3 separate regions of the Danio rerio genome follow, and all the other regions are linked to region 1. A link is a contact called in public HiCAR-type and HiChIP or PLAC-seq data. All regions are on one chromosome and are shown on one strand. Each heading gives the region's core, a stretch centred on a gene start, on an enhancer-like site or on the middle of the called end of the contact. The rest is flanking DNA. Distances are from core to core; before and after follow the strand shown. Region 1 holds the start of lrrc38a (leucine rich repeat containing 38a). Region 2 holds the start of ephb2a (eph receptor B2a). Region 3 holds the start of dhrs3a (dehydrogenase/reductase (SDR family) member 3a).

Region 1 (3,601 bases), core at 419-2,918:
ACAGTGATCATCAGGTTTCTTGAAATGCCTATAACTCCCCCCTAAAGCCATTTGACCTGCGCTGCCAACGTAACTGAAGACTTAAGCCTCGCTCTTGCCATCTATTCAGCCTAGTCTTGTTTTGATGACATCCTCCACTGTCAACCGGACACCAAACAAATTAGTGAGCTGTGTAAAAGTGGTGGATGGGGAATCAGCTTCTCCAGCTGTTAGAATGATTAGAAAGCTTTTGGCTGTGATTTGGGGTACTACTGTGTAGAGTACAAATTCTGACCAGATGGTTTTGTCTGTGCCACTAGTTGTACTTTTCACTGTACATTAATTTCTTTTTGCAGGTGACTATATGATAAATATCAGTGCGCAGAGTGTTCTGGATACTTTTAGGTGGCTTGGAGTACACCAGTTTTGTCCAGGAGGTCATGACAAATCGAGGTCAAGTAAAGTAGCATCAACAGCTAACCTTTGAAATACGATCGAACTCTGTCAAGCCCATCTGATAACTGTAGCATCAGTTCATTGGCTGTGGTGGACAACAGTGTCTGTTTAATCCCAGTGGAATTAGCAACACAACAAACCACACCAAAACTACAATGAATTATTAATCCAGTAATCCTATAATCTGTATTAATACGTTGCCATGTTATTCTACCTATACTACTGTATGCTTAAATCTACATGAATGCAATTTGCCAGTACTGTTGTGATTGAAAATGCTTTAATGACTTGGCCCAGTTTCCTTGATCCCATGTAGTTAGGACTTCGACGCTGTGCATTCAAGTGGGTGTCCTAGTTTCCGAGACATTCATATTTTGTGACTATCTGTGCTTTTTTTCCCCAACTCAAACTATTTATTTTGTCGCCAGTTGTCTCAGGATTGCATAGGTTCACAGAGGTGACAGTCTCTTGCTCTTGGGCATGTTGGTGAGGATCATCTAGAATGAGGGCCTAGAATGCACCTGGAAGAAAAGTGTGTCACCATGTCCTCAGTTGAGGCTGACAGGTGCTCTATTTTTTTGAGAGGGGCTGACATGCAGACTTCTGGCTGTGTTCAAATGTGTATATGGGATTATCTCATGTTTCTGTTTTAAAGACCCTGGTGAGAGAATCTAGGCTCCACTAAGCCTCATCATACACCTTCCTTGACATGGTTCCGTGAAAAGACATGGAATCAACTCATGTCCTCCAAAGCAGGGCACACAGATTACCATCCTTTTATTTTCTTGCATGCAAACTACATTTAGATCCCAGTAAGTAGCATTATCTTTTGTTTGTGACCTTTCTTGTTGTGTCCCATTGATTACTCAACTGTGTCAAACAGTGTGCTGCTCATGATATTTATCATTAATTCATGTGCCAGACTTTAATTGTTAATAGAAAATCTGCACAGCACTTCCGACACTGTCAAATTCCCTACTGAGAAGATATCCTGTACCTACCTCTTTCTTTGCACTAATGAACTTGACATTTCTTTCTTTTACAGGGACACTAGGGGAAGTTACTTTTCACACAAGTTTTTCAAAGATGTGCCTCATGAAAAGGTCAAAGGCAAGTCTCTTTTTTTCTGTTGTTGGTGATGCCTGCCAGAAAGGTCAAGGTTAGGATTTGACCTATGGGAGTATTGTGTAATTCCACCGGGCAGTGCCATGCCATTCTCCAGTGCATGTGATGTAAGAGGAAAGCTGTCTGTGGTCACAGCATGTGTTCTGTTTGCCTGGAGATTTACAGCAGCACAGGAGTAAACATGAATTCGGAACACAGCGACAAAAATAAACAACAACAGCTGGAAAAGAGATGAGTAATGACTGCTTTCATGGACGCACTAGAGAAGAGGTACTGTCATAACCTTTTTGTATTCCTCACGATGCATGTAGACAGATTTTTGGGGACAGCTGTTACATTTAGAATATAAACAAGCACGATTGAAATGTTTAGCTGTGATGAGGTGGGAAGGTTTTGCGTGCAATATTTGATTCGTACTGTGGCATGCAATAGACAGCAATAATCCTCTCCACTGAGGTTCACACAGTTATTCACAGTCACCATCTCTCACTTTCAGGGCAGTAATCTGCATGCACACAGCACCATGTTAATCGTCACATGCATCACCATGGCAATGGAGCCATAATATAAAATCAGACACTACGTGACTGAATTGAAGGACAACAAAAAGAAACCGAATGTCATGAGATGTCAATACTATTGCCAACAAGTCATTATTCATTCATTCAGAATTGCAACTACAGCCTTGGGTCAAATGTGCTATTAGCACCACGTTACGACTTGCACCTATTCAAGAGCAGAAACGTTTGGACCAAGATAAGGATCCTTACATGGTACACATTTAATTGTGAAAAAATCCAGAATTCCCTTTCAACCGTGGGTTAACCGAGTGGGCTACACCTCCCCTTCTAACGTCACACTGCCCTCCCCTCTCGGTGCCCCCAGCGCTTCCCAGTCTGTGGTTCACTCGTCTCTGTTTACCTCTACTAATCCCTCACATAGCCGTCTCTCTCACTCTCTCTCTCTCTCTCTCCCTTCCCCACATTCTCTCGATTGCTGTCTCTCCTCCCCTTTCATGCTCAGAGCTAGCGGCTTGCCACACGACCCACACTGCCTGCTACATGATCTCCTGGAAAATAGAGCTCCGTGTTTTTGTAGCTGCTTTTCGCTGCACGAGCCTTTGTAGATTGCAATCTAGGAGACAAGGAAAGATGCCTTCACGACAAACCTGACTCTAGTCATCTCCAGATGCACCCCTGTCCCCTTTCCTAGTATCTCACCCCCTGACCTTTTACCCCATCCCCTCTCCTTTACCCTTCTCCAAACCTCCCTCTCTTAATCCCCCCCAAACCTCCCCTTCACCTCGCACCCTCTTGACAATGTTCTCATGTGTACGCTGGCTTCAGCCTTTCCTTGCCTTGCTGTCCTCTACCTTGATATCTTGCGGGTACAACTGTCCATCCAGCTGCTTGTGTCCGGACCATCACACCGTGGACTGCACAGGTCAAGGGCTCACCCGTCTTCCAGACTCCATCCCTTTGGACGTGAGGAGACTCCTTCTGTCTAACAACTGGATTCCCTGGATCCCTTCTGATTTCCTGGTTCTCTACAGTGATTTGGTCTATTTGGATTTAAGGAATAACTCTTTAACGAGGCTGGAGCCTGGGACTCTGAGCACATCCTCCAGGCTGGTCTATCTGGACCTGGGGAGCAACAACTTGACTGAGATCCCCTCTGGAACATTTGGGGAGTCCCGTAGTCTGATCAAGCTACGGCTAGGGAACAATCCATATTTAAATATGGTCAGCAAGGACGCCTTCTTGGGCCTCACCTCCTTACGAGAGCTTGAGCTTGAGAGTAATGCTCTCTCTGGCCTGGACGTTGAAGTGCTGAGCCAGTTGCCTTCCTTGCGGGTGATACGACTGGAAGGCAACCCCTGGGTATGCAACTGCAACTTTGCCAAACTCTTTTTGTGGCTTCTGGAGAATCAACACAAGCTCCCAAATGGTAAGCTGCTTAAATATTACTTTCCCGTTCTGCATCAATCTACATGAAATAATTCTATTTTGAATGCTCGCAGTTTGTGGTGGTTCATGTGTGG
Region 2 (3,601 bases), core at 472-2,971, 150 kb before region 1:
TGTGTGTGAGTCAAAAACCTATTTTACAGAAAGAAACATTAAATGCAAGTAAAGTGCTGCTTTTAATGTTTCCAATAACGTTTGTTAAAAATAAATTATCAAGGTATATATGGGCAGAAAAATATTTAGCCTTCATTCAGTGTAACAAATGTATGTAATAATAATTAAATAATATTTCATGTATTAAAAGTATTTTGTTGTTGTTGTTGTGAAGGGCAAGGCTCATTTTAAGTCAAATACAACCATGACCCAGTGCAATAACTCTTTTGTTAAAATAAAAATTTCAAGATATGGGCAGAAAAATATTCAGTCTTCATTCAATCTAACAAAATCACAGTTGAAGTCAGAATTATTACCCCCCCTGTTTATTTTTTTCCCCAATTTCTGTTTAAAGGAGAGATTGTTTCAACACATTTCTGAACATAATAGTTTATCATTTCTAATAACTGATTTATTTTATCTTTGCCATGATGACAGTAAATAATATTTGACTAGATATTTTTCAAGACACTTCTATACAACTTGAAGTGACATTTAACGGTTTAACTAAGTTCATTAGGTTAATTGGGCATGGGGTTATTAGGCAAGTTATTGTATAACGATGGTTTGTTCTGTAGACTCTCGAAAACAAATATAGCTTAAAGGGGCTAATAATTTTTACTTTAAAATGGTTTTAAAAAGTAAATCTACTTTTATTCCACCCAAAATAAAACAAATAAGACTTTCTCCAGAAGAACAAATATTCAGACATACTGTCAAAATTTCCCTGCTCTGTTAAACATCATTTTGGAAATATTTTAAAAAGAAATAAAAATTCAAAGGGGGGCTAATAATTCTGACTTCAGCTATAATAATAATTAAATAACATAGGCTACTTATTCTGATATTAAAATATATCAAAGATTATCATACTAAATTTTATTTAAAATTATTATAAACGTCTTGCTGACAAATTGTTAATAGCTGGTTTGAAGGTTAATGTTAAAAAACAAAGATTTAAATGAGTATTTTGGGGGCTGTGATCACTATGATCCTTAAATAGAGTCGTCTAATGTTTGATGTCTTGTATAGTAAATATGCCCGAAGTAAACATTAAAAAATTGTAATAAATAATAAATGACTTGAATAAATAATAATGATATATTAGTAATAACAAGTGAGTAACAGACAAATAATTAAGTAAATAATATATTCTATTTTCGTCTGTGACCATTGTTCGACTATTTTATTAAAATAACATTTCTAAATAAATATGTTTTAGGCTACTTTAATTAAAGTGCCTTCATTTATTTGTAGGATTGCCTAAATCAGTATATCATTGCATATTAGAGAAATCATGAATATTAACGTAGATTAAAAATATATTTTATTAATAATAATTAAATAAAATTATGACAGAACTTTGTTTTTTTATTGTTAAACTATTTGTGTTAAATTGTTTCATTTTAAGTATTGCTATTGATTAAATTATTTATATTAAATTTAAGTAAATAGGCATAATAATATAATATAATATAATATAATATAATATAATATAATATAATATAATATAATATAATATAATATAATATAATATAATATAATATAATATAATATAATATAATAATCTTGCAGACACTAGTGTTTGAGCATCATTGTCATACTCACATTCCCGCCCCCTCGTCTGCGTTTCATTGGTTTCGTCCAAACTTGCTTTAGTTCTTCCAGTCCGATGGGGTTTATTCGAGTGCTTGTGATCATAGTGTGTTCACAGATGGCCCGCCGGACAAGTTTTCAATGAATATTCTGGGTCTTTACAGTCAAATGCCTAAATTTACGGCAATTATGGATATAATTCGTTTGTTGTGGATAATACGGCTTGTGTGGGCTGTTGAAGGTAAGAGCATGTGTCTGTGTCAAGCGTGCGTGTTTTCAAATGTCTGTTACTGTACTTTTACCGCTTCGTGTCAATGATGATATAAATCAAAACAGGATGATGAATATATGTAAAAGCCGCGAATAATATTGTTGTACAGTCCCGTCATATTATTTTAAGTTAAAGGCTTTCGTTTCCATTAAAGTGGACCGAAAACAGGTGCACTGCAACTGTCTGTGGATAAAAATGAGTTGATATGGTTTCCCTTGGTTAAACGTTGTCTATACAATCAGCACAACAATGTTCATTTATAGCAAAAGTTTAAATGTTAATGTAAAAATAAAAATTCTGTCTCTATTTATTTAGAATATATTCCAAAGATGTATGGATTTTTTTCTGTGTAACACAAAAGATGTTAGCCAGTCAGTTCCATTCACCTTTATTGCACTTTTTCCACAATGAAAGTGAATGGTGACTGAGGCTTATGCTATTATCTTTTGTGTTCCACAGAAGAAAGCAAGACACTGATTTGCACATGGGTGTAAAAAATGATGTCTGTTCAAGCAGCATTATCACGTCTCTTTCTGTCTCACAGAATGGTACATCTTCAGTACAGTTGAGTTAAAACATAGACATAAACCCAGTGACCTCCCAAGTGCATAGACGTCAGTGGGGGTATTTTATATGGCAATTGCCATTGCAAATAGGTGTCTAGTTAGATTTTGAAGGCTGTAGAATAACTTTGAATAATACAATATTTTTTTAAATAATCTTAAAATACTTTCATGGTACATTTTTTTGTCTATCATCTAACGGTCTGTTATTACACGTGGGCCATTGTCTCAAATCCTCAGCTGTAGATCTGCATCTGCACCTCATCATTCAAGAGACTTAATCATTTTTTAAACTCCAAGATAATTAATTCTTATTGCTTTTAATATAAGTTAAAAAATAACATCCTCTGAGAATTTATAAGTCAATTACTTCATTATACTGTATATAGGATGAATCAGAGTGGCTCTAGAAGTTCCCATTACATACTAGAGTTGGTCATCGTTGAGGTGATGGACCTGTTGCTACAAGAAATGAGAGGGCAAACATGGCAATATTTACTTATTTCTTTTAAGCATGATTTTATTGGTAATGCCGTCATCTTATTCTTTGCTATGCGTGTTCATGATTAACAGTTTTCATGTTTTCCCATAGCGATATAATTAAATCTATTAATTTAGTGTGAAGAACAGACATGGGCCGGTATAAGTTTCTAACTGTAGGATAACCTTGGATAAAAATATCATGGGTTCGCAGTATTGTTTTTACTGCTCTAAATGTTGTTCTTTTTAAATATCTGTGTAAAAACAACAACTTTTTTCCAATTAAACACGATATATTTTATTTTAGGAAACATTTTTAACATTTTGGAGCTGTAAAAATGTCAGGCTAAATAATTTTAATAAATTGTTGACTTCTGTACTCTTCATTAGTTTCAAAAACACATTTCTTTACAACACATAAAAAAACATAAAAAACTTTCACATACCTTAGGAACTGTATAAGAGTTTTAAAACCTTGACTTTTCAAAATCGTGGTAAACGTCGAAACCGGTTATCATGCCATGTCTAGTAAAGAATGTTGTGATAATATAAAACTGGAATTTTATACTGGGGTTTATATTGGGCACTGCAAAGAAGTACTATGGGGTCTGTGGAAATTTTAATGTAAATAAAAATAATGTAATTCATAAAA
Region 3 (3,601 bases), core at 561-3,060, 140 kb after region 1:
GTTGAAATCAGTTGGTTTTAATCATAATAAATATCACGGACAGCTCATCCTGGATGCCTCACTCAGAGTAGGGAAGTATATGAACTTCCCTGGAAGGTTAAAGAGTCACACATGATTTGAGTTCAACAAAACAGCCTTGCCTGTCAGCGGCCCATTGTTGGGCATTTGTAAAGACATAAAAGCTTAGGAAACACCTGTGTTTGTGTGCTGGAGGAATATGAAACAGAGCTCAAGGCTTCAGATGAGGGCAGCGACAGGTCACTGTACCTTCTGTTGACTACACTGGACCGTTTCAAAGTGTATTTACATAGCTGAAAAGGTGTGTTTACTGCTATGTGAATAATTCAGATAAACACAATTGTTAGTAATGCAGAAACAATAAACCCATTAATAATGCCGTGTAGCTCACAGTTTGTCACTTAAATGGACAGTTACCCTAACAATTTGCTGTTTTTTGTAGGCTATTCACCCTTAGGCCTTCCAGGATATATGGCTTTTTTCATTAGTAGAACAGGTGCTGAAACTGCTCCTTAGTGATTCATAAAATGCAAGTCAATGGTCACTGGCATTTTGAGAGTCAAAAAAAAAAAGAAAATACATTCAGCCAAACTAAATTAAACTCATGGCTCTTGATGATACACGGATGTCTTACAAAGAAAAGTATTGGTCTGTGCATAAAACTGACCATTATTTGCATTGTTCCCTTAAATCCTCAGCATCCACAAATGGTCTCCAAAACGCTTGAGTGCAACCTCAGCATGTGCTGGTAAACTCATACGTGAGCTGATAAAAGTTAAAAGTAATAATGTTCTGTTTCTCACACACTAATTGTTTCAAAAGATCTCATTAGGAGCCTTGGGTATTAATTTTGTGTTGAATTTATTTATTTATTTATATTTAGCCACTGATTTATATTTGATCAATCACAATTTTCATATTTGCGAACTGTCACGTAATGTATCGGCACTTGTGAACATTTCAGTGCAGAATATTAAAACAAGCGCTTATTTTCACCTGTCGTCAAACTCTAGTCGCGTTCGTCAGAGCAGGTAGGCACGCGCTTTCAACTAACATAGTTAAATAAAAGACAAATAGCTTCGTTGTGTATTATTCACCTATAGTTTTACAAATTTAACACACACACTTATATAAACGTTTGTTAGACAAACGTTATGTCAAGCTATCCGCGTTATAGTGGCGCCAAATTACAAGTTGCGCTGCGCGAGTCCAAACCTCTCACTGCGCACTGACACTTACGCGATCATTTGAAATAATTGCTGCATTAAATATTTATGAACACGTTCAACAGGCAAATTCCTTACAAGTGTGAGCAAAGGGCTAATTTATAATGTGATTGACACAACAGCTAAACTACAAGTGGCAAAACATCGTAAAGAATGGCATAATATAACACCACTCATGCACGAGGTATAACTTTACCTTTCTCGCTCCTTGCTTGGCAAATTCTTTGGCCAGGTGACGGCCGATTCCTCTTCCACCTCCAGTGATGAGCACCACGTCAGTGCCCAGATCTCTGCGCTTCTGGCGCGTGAAGAAGCGCACGGTCGCCTTCAAAATGCTGAAGACAATCTGGAAGGGGAAAAGCAACGCGCAGCCCAACACCTTCATCTCCATCATGGTTTTCAGACAGTTCAGGCTTTCTATCGAGTTTGAGGAATAAAGCAGCTCGTGAGTAGGGAGAGTGTGTGTAACTTGTCAGTTGTCATAAGGCACGCTGGAGAAACTGGAAACGAGTCCTGCTTTCCTCGTCCTAGAAGTTTAGAGTCTAACAGAGGTCCATCAGTGTGCCAAGTGTCTTACCTACAAAATCTGCGAGTGAACAACTGTCACACAAGACGTCTCCCCCCCTCTCTCTCTCTCAACCACACACACTCTCTCTCTCTCTTTAGGAGAATGGTTTTAGAACATCGTGTCTCCGTGCGCTTTATTTCAAGAGGCGGGACGGGACTTTTGCAAGTGTCGTTAGTAAATTGAGAGACAATTGGTGAAACATTTATTCATAATTTATGCTGCACTGTTATCCTCTCATTATATGTGAAGTCATGCTGATCAGCGTTAAAGACTTAAAGGAACTCATCATCGTGAACACTGTTGGGGGTCTCATTAGTAATGTGCATGTATTTTGTCACCCAACTTTTTCGAGCACCGGCAACGCCGCATTCATTTAGCACATCTCTGCAATTTGATGTTCCACACGGACTTGCTCTGAAAAAGTGAAGTGCACTTAAAAGGATATTCAATGGAAAATGAAATTCTTATCATTCACTCACCCTCAAGTTGCTTCTATTCATCAGCTGAATTAATACAAAATATATTTTAATTATGCAGTTCCAGGTCCTCACCGATTTCCACGGTATAAAAAACAAAAAGCTAGTTCTATTCTTTACATAAATTTCCTAATAATTTTTATTTTGTTCACAGAATGTTTTCGGTTGCAAAACAATAAAACCTAAAAGAATTTAGAGATTTTCTGGTAACACTTTACAATAACAGTACATGACGAATCATGTGTTAATATGTAAACTAAACATTACTTTATTATGAACTAATGATGAGTTAATGTATGCGCTAACCGTGAACTAACTTTAACTACAACACATGAGTCACATGAGGTCATCTGTGAATAATGGCTATCTTAATTACTTTTTAGTACATGATTGTTTTTTTAATTAATGTATTAATTACCACATTAGTTTATGCTTAATTTAACCATCATGAACGCATGACATGTTAATATATAATTGTCATGACTTTTCTTGGAGGGGTACATCATCATTAACCCATTCTTAACTACTCACGAACTCCTTATGCACATCCGTCCAGTGTGTTTACACTGGATAACAATGGAAAAGTGTTCTGTCAACATCAAAAAGATTAAACACAGGAGTTTATGAGTAGCTAAGGATGAGTTATTGATGATCTGCCCCTCCAAGTAAAGTCGTGATGTGATATAATTATACATTAACAGCTTATGTGTCGTGTTGGTTACATTTAGCTTAAACTTAAATGTTAATTAACATTAATTAACATCATGTACTAACAAGTAATTAAGGTGACATAATTTACACATGAACTAATGTGACTCACATTGTAGTTAAAGTTAGTTTCCGATTAGTGCACGCCTTAACTCATCTTTAATTCATAATAAAGTAATATTTAGTTTACATATTAACACACCTTTATTCATGTACTGTTATTGTAAAGTGTTACTGATTTTCTTTTGGTTCTTTAAAAAACAAATTAAGTTAGGGGAATGTTATACGTGTATTTACTGGGTGTTTGACCAGAATTTTCATTTAGGGTGAACTATACTTTTAATAAAATTAAAAAAAAAAAATTCAGAAATATTGACCAATATCCCACAATTAAGAATGCTGATGTAGTCTAAAATGTAAAATACCACAACAATTTTGATCTAGCTTTAACATTTGCATGCATAAAACTGACAGAAATCAAAATAAAATAAATGTTAAACATTTAAAATGTTTTTTTCCCACTCATATAAAATATTAAAGCTTATTTCCATCATAAAGTTAAAAGATAAATCAATAAAAGCTTGCCACTTTTTAATCTTACAATT

The links. HiCAR-type assays count read pairs that join an accessible place to other places. HiChIP or PLAC-seq counts read pairs in DNA pulled down with a chosen protein or histone mark.
Region 2: a contact with region 1 is called in a HiCAR-type map of caudal fin, with 4 times the contacts expected there. The contact joins the promoter of ephb2a here to the promoter of lrrc38a in region 1. A contact is called at or near these places in 5 of 18 Hi-C or Micro-C datasets (caudal fin, embryo, hematopoietic stem cells and 2 more) and 1 of 4 datasets of contacts at active chromatin or transcription factors (caudal fin).
Region 3: a contact with region 1 is called in an H3K4me3 HiChIP or PLAC-seq map of gastrula embryo, with 4 times the contacts expected there. The contact joins the promoter of dhrs3a here to the promoter of lrrc38a in region 1. A contact is called at or near these places in 2 of 4 datasets of contacts at active chromatin or transcription factors (embryo and gastrula embryo).

Annotation. Positions count from the first base shown.
Region 1 is chr23:24,711,132-24,714,732 of GRCz12tu, reverse strand. lrrc38a (leucine rich repeat containing 38a) reads left to right here and starts at 1,668. Exons shown (of 3, transcript XM_691249.9): 1 at 1,668-1,830; 2 at 2,057-3,507. The coding sequence starts at 2,880.
Region 2 is chr23:24,859,393-24,862,993 of GRCz12tu, reverse strand. It overlaps ephb2a (eph receptor B2a), which reads left to right and starts at 1,721. Exons shown (of 16, transcript XM_021469950.3): 1 at 1,721-1,876. The coding sequence starts at 1,777.
Region 3 is chr23:24,573,170-24,576,770 of GRCz12tu, reverse strand. It overlaps dhrs3a (dehydrogenase/reductase (SDR family) member 3a), which reads right to left and starts at 1,810. Exons shown (of 6, transcript NM_001003477.1): 1 at 1,441-1,810. The coding sequence starts at 1,635. All of the region lies in intron 1 of LOC141380488 (a long non-coding RNA gene), which reads left to right.